2 separate regions of the Pan troglodytes genome follow, and region 1 is linked to region 2. A link is a contact called in public HiChIP or PLAC-seq data. All regions are on one chromosome and are shown on one strand. Each heading gives the region's core, a stretch centred on a gene start, on an enhancer-like site or on the middle of the called end of the contact. The rest is flanking DNA. Distances are from core to core; before and after follow the strand shown. Region 1 holds the start of LINC02688 (long intergenic non-protein coding RNA 2688). Region 2 holds the start of TSPAN4 (tetraspanin 4).

What was found. HiChIP or PLAC-seq counts read pairs in DNA pulled down with a chosen protein or histone mark.
Region 1: a contact with region 2 is called in an H3K4me3 HiChIP or PLAC-seq map of stem cell-derived excitatory neurons, with 4 times the contacts expected there. The contact joins the promoter of LINC02688 here to the promoter of TSPAN4 in region 2. A contact is called at or near these places in 3 of 7 Hi-C or Micro-C datasets (blood, a lymphoblastoid cell line and stem cell-derived neural progenitor cells) and 1 of 1 datasets of contacts at active chromatin or transcription factors (stem cell-derived excitatory neurons).

The regions. Positions count from the first base shown.
Region 1 is chr9:5,296,903-5,299,602 of NHGRI_mPanTro3-v2.0_pri, reverse strand. It overlaps LINC02688 (long intergenic non-protein coding RNA 2688), which reads right to left and starts at 1,332. Exons shown (of 4, transcript XR_010147407.1): 1 at 1,167-1,332; 2 at 1-659.
Region 2 is chr9:5,074,353-5,077,052 of NHGRI_mPanTro3-v2.0_pri, reverse strand. It overlaps TSPAN4 (tetraspanin 4), which reads right to left and starts at 1,307. Exons shown (of 9, transcript XM_016920068.4): 1 at 1,202-1,307. It overlaps POLR2L (RNA polymerase II, I and III subunit L), which reads left to right and starts at 1,543. Exons shown (of 2, transcript XM_009459661.3): 1 at 1,543-1,701. The coding sequence starts at 1,607.

The DNA of each region.
Region 1 (2,700 bases), core at 83-2,582, 220 kb before region 2:
GGTGTCTGGGTGGGAGTCCAGGGGGCCGGGGGCCCACTGAGTCCTTGGAGAGCTGAGTCTCCAGGGTGTGGTGCTCCCAGCATCCTGGCCAGGCCTTGTGGCTGCAGAGGGACAGAAACCAGGCCCAGCTTCCTGCTGGTGGGGGGTCACCTCTCCCCAGGGGTCCAGGACACCGCTGCATCTGAAAATGGGCAGGAAAGGGGTGCTCAGTGCAGCCTCAGGGCCTTGGGGACCCCCTTGGATCTTGCCAGCTCCTGAAATGCAGAGAGAGAGTCGGGCAGTGGGGCCAGGGCTGCAGCCCCCATGTCTACTCAACTTCTGCCTGGCTCCATCTACCTCAGGGAACCAGGGCTCCTCATACTGGACCTGGCCTCTACCCACCCAGGGCGCTTGGAGCAAAGTCTGTGGTCCCAGGCTCCCTGACAGCGGAAGCTTCCCTGCCCAGCCCAAGCCGTCTGCAGCCAGACCAGAGGCTGGTGTGGCACCATGGAAGGCTCCGGAGGGCGAGAGCCGTGATGCTGTAGCCCGCCAGCAGGTGGCACCTGGCACCCGCACCACAGCCCGGAGGAGGGCTGGGCAAGGCGTGTGCTCAGGGCCGTGTGGTCCAGGTGTGTGCCTGCGTGTGCCTGCATGTTGGCAAGTCCGGTGCCCGGGTGGCTCTCAGGCATCTTGGGGAGAACAGTCAGCCCACAGCCGGGCCAGAGCCCTCTGGCCCCATTGATGGGAGGCTCTGGGACAGACAGCACTGAGAGGCGAGAGAAGCTGGGCAGGTGGGGCAGGTGGGGCCACCGGGCAGGCGTGAGGGTGACCCTGCCAAGTTGCACAGGACAATCTGAGTCCTGCAGGGCCCGGCAGCGCCTCAATAATGGGAGAAGCTGTGTGAGCCCGAGTGTGAGCCGTGCACAGGCGCGACAGCAAGGCGGGCGGGCGTGGGTCCTGTACACACGGGTGTGGGTGTGGCTGAGCGACCACTCGCCCTCTCACATCCCCTGCAGTGAGCGAGGGGCACTGGCCCCTCATTTCCCAGCCCCGCTGGGCCCACCTCCTGCCTGCCCTCCCAGGGACTGATGTGTGGCCTCCTACCCCTCGAACCGCAGGGGTTGCCTGTCCCCGCCTTTGTCCCCGCACCTCGGGCCTGTCCCCGCCTTTGTCCCCGCAACTCAGACCTTTGGTGACACCTGTGGGCTCAGGCGCCACGTGGGGCCCAGGACACTGGGGCCGCAGCACATCGGGGAGGGGAGGCTGCAGTCTGGGCCCAAGGGCATCCAGCCTCTCCACTCCCTCCCCGGTGACCTTGGGCAGGCCGCCCCCTCTCTGTGCCTGTTTCCTCATCTACGTGGGCACAGAACCCGTCTCCACCTGCAGTAAATCCAGTGATGGCGGGAGTGTCCCGCCAGCTGCACTCTAGGACCCGTTCGCTACAAGGATTGCACTGGGGGATGCCCTGTCCCCAGCTGGCCCGGCTCTGTCATGGCCTGGACGCTCCCTGCCTGGGCACGTCTGACCCAGAGAGAGGGAAGGCCACCAGAGCAACCCCAGAGGCCTGTCCAGCTCAAAGCCAGCCCCTCCTGCACCAGGGTCCCCTGAGATTCACCCTGATAGGCAGCAGGAAGGCGGGGTGCCTGGTGGCCTCCTTCCCCCAGGGGTCGGGGGAGGGTCTGGGCTGGGCTCTTCTTTGACAGGCCACCTGGGTCCCACCTCAGGCCTGGAGGAAAGTGGAGGGGTCCACACCGTGGCCAACCCTGGGACTGGAGGCACATGGGCACCAGGACACGCAAGACCCATGGGGGCCGGGGAAGTCCCCAGAATCCCCACTCACCACTCTGGAGTGGGAAGAGGCAGGGCCAGCTTGTCGACATGCATCTCCTGCTGTCCAGAGAATGCTCCCGACGTCCCCATTTTCCTACAGAAGGGGACATCCTTGCTGGGAAGCCGGTGGCTGCAGCCAGTCAATGGTGACTCCCAGAAGGTTCCAGGCCCCGCCCAGCCAGAACCCCAGAGCCAGACCTGGGGCCACAGGGCATGACGCAGCTCTGCCTACACAGGGACAGGCAGCTGCCCACGGCCATGGGCACAGGCTTTGAGGAAGCGACAAGGCTCTTGCACCAGCAGATTAAAATGCTGCCAAGTGGAAGAGTCAGTCAAAGTTCTCAAGGAGCAGCTGGTTCAGGGCCAGCAGGTGCTGGGGTGGTAGGGGGGCCCCTTGGCTGCTGTGACGGTGCCTGTCCCTGGCTCCCAGCCCGGGAGCCCCAGCAGTGCCTTGTACAGCCGGCCCAGACATGCAAAGGGCCAGAGCCCGGCACGTGGCAGTGTTGACTGTCATCATTGTTATTGCCATCATCATCATCATCATCATTGCTATTATTATATTATCACCAGGAAACTCACCTACATTCTGCAGGCTGTGGGTGAGGCCAAGGAGCAGAGGGCTGGGGGTTGATGTGGGCCGGCAAGGTCCAGGCCAGGAGGGTTCATCCCAGGGATGCCAAGACCCAGCAGAAGGTTAGCAGGGGAGGAGAGACCCTTACCCCAGGGTGACCCCACGGTGGGGGCTGCATGTGGGCACCAACTGGAGGCCTGGGGGAGGCAGGTGTGGCTCGGAGGCTCTTTGGCAAGGTGGGAGCTGGGGCTCCCTTAAGAAGTCCACCTTAAGAGGTCCTCCAGAGTGACCCAGGGAGAACCATTCTCCATCCCACCCAC
Region 2 (2,700 bases), core at 58-2,557:
TCCTGCCCTTCTGCCCAGAGCAGGATGTGCGTCCACTCATCCTGGGGGGAGGGGGTCAGGGAAGGGAAGTGGCCTCGGCTCGTGGCTCCGCACGTGGCTGGGTGGGGTATGGCAAATGCCACTGGGGAAGCTGCCCAGGGCCCTGGCCAGGGTGGGAGCGGAAACCCCAAGCGTGCAGTGGATCTGGCCAGCACCACTCCGGACCCAGAAAACCCTTCGTCCTCCTCCTCTGCAACTAAGACAGACGCAGCATTGCCCTGAGAAAACGGCAGCTGATGCCTGGAACCCAACACAGGTCCCACCCCAGCCAGAAGCCCCAGGCCGGCAAACCAGCCCAGAGCCCCCCATGGGTGCCGCTTTGCGGCCCACCCACCCCCCACAGCCCACCTCGCACCTCCAAGGGACCTTCTTTGCCTCTCACTGCACACCGACCCCCCATTTCCTCACCCCCACCCCAGGGGCACAGCAAGAAGGGTGCTGGTGCCAGCACCCCCGCACTCCATCCGAGAGACACGGGCTCCTCGTCCCTCGTCCTCCGTAGGCCCTGAGCTCCAGGGCAAGCCAGAGCTTAGGCCTTCAGCGGGTCCTGCCAGTGCAGCCTCCGGGAGTCTGCCCAGGGATCCCCTGTGCCGGGGTCTTCCAGGTTCAGCTCAAAGAGCACCTCTTTCACGACGCCCTCCCCGACCTCCCTCCCGGGTCCCCTCTCCCCGTGCTCAGAGGCGCGTCTGAGCGTCGGGAGCTCGGGACGGCGAGCAGCCAGCAGAGCCGGGACCCGGGAGGGCGCACCCCGACCACATTCCCGGGAAAGAGCGGAAAGAACGCGGACAGGGGCCCGGGGCGGGGAGCTGCCGGCGGGGGCCGTAATTGCGCAGCTGAGGCCAGGGCGGCGCCCCTAGGGGCTGGGCCGCGTCCAGAATGGGACCCCCGAACTCAGCGCCGAGAGCCCCGGACACCCCGCGGGCAGAGGCCGAGGCGGAGGAACCCACTACTCGGCGAAGCCAGGAGGGGCGGCAGGAAGACCCGCCCCGGCCCCCGCCCGCCCTCTCCCCGAGCCCCCGCGCCGGACCCCACTTGTTGCTGCGTGTCGGCTCTGGGCTCGAACTCGCGCGCCCCGCTCGCGTCCGGCTCCAGCCGCTCCCGGTCGGACACCTCCGGCCACGGGACCCTGGCCGCACGCCCCCACAACCCCCAGGCGCAGTACCTGCCGCCGCCTCCCGCTCGCGCCGCCCGCTCCCGCCGCGCAGCTGTCAGTCAAGCGGACACGAGAAACGCGAACCGCCGCCGCAGCTTTACGGCCCTGCTCAGACGCCGTAGCGCCGGGATGCACCAAGACGGTGGGCGGGGGTGTGCGGTCTGCTGCTGCCGCGGCCGCGCGGGCCCGGGAGCCCCGGGACGCACAGGCCCAGGAGCCCCGGGACGCACGGGAAGCCCCCATCGCGGCGGAAACTGCGGCCAGCGGTGCCGGGGCCGGTGGAGGGACGGCCGGAGCAGCGGAGAACGAGCGGAGCCGATCCTCCCGCGACAGTGGACGCGCCCGGGGCGGGGCCTGGGGGGGTTCTTCGCGTGCGGCCGGGCCGGGCCGGGCAGTCTGGGACGCGCCGCCGCCATGATCATCCCTGTACGCTGCTTCACTTGTGGCAAGATCGTCGGCAACAAGTGGGAGGCTTACCTGGGGCTGCTGCAGGCCGAGTACACCGAGGGGTGAGGCGCGGGCCGGGGCTAGGGGCTGAGTCCGCCGTGGGGTGCGGGCCGGGGCTGGGGGCTGAGTCCGCCCTGGGGTGCGCGCCGGGGCGGGAGGCGCAGCGCTGCCTGAGGCCAGCGCCCCATGAGCAGCTTCAGGCCCGGCTTCTCCAGCCCCGCTCTGTGATCTGCTTTCGGGAGAACGTTATCCCCTGAAGTCTGGGGAAGAGAACGGAGTTGGGCTTCAAACCAGTGGTGTCCTGGGGATTCTAGGTGGCCTGGCGGGTCGCAGGCGTCTTGTCACCCGCAGTAAAGCCCTTGGCCTCCGCCCTATTTTCCCGTCTCTGCCCCCAGGCCCACCCCATGTCCTGCAAACCTCGCTGCAGGACGGGCGGGCGCGGCGGCTGACATCTGTAATCCCAGCAGTTTGGGAGGCCGAGGCGAGAGGCTTGCTTGAGCCCAGGAGGTCGAGACCAGCCTGGACAACCTGGGGAGACCCTGATCTCCAGAAATTTATTTTATCTTATTTTTCTTTTTTGAGACGGAGTCTCGCTCTGTCGCCCAGGTTGGAGTGCAGTGGCGCGATCTCGGCTCACTGCAACCTCCGCCTCCTGGGCTCCAGCAATTCTCCTGTCTCAGCCTCCCGAGTAGCTGGGACTACAGGCGTGTGCCACCACGCCCGGCTAATTTTTGTATTTTCAGTAGAGATGGGATTTCGCCATGTTGGCCAGGCTGGTCTGGAACTCCTGACCTCAGGTGATCCACCCGCCTCGACCTCCCAAAGTGCTGAGGTTACAGGCGTGAGCCACCGCGCCTGGCTCTCTTATCTTTTTAATTCGCCGGACATGGCGGTGCACACCTGTGGTCCCAGCTACTTGGGAGGCTGAGACGAGAGAATCGCTTGAGTCTGGGAGGCAGGTGGAGGTTGCAGTGAGCCAAGATCACGCCACTGCACTCCAGCCTGGAAGAGAGAGTGAAACTCCGTCTCACGCACACACACACACAAAGAAATGCAGGGTA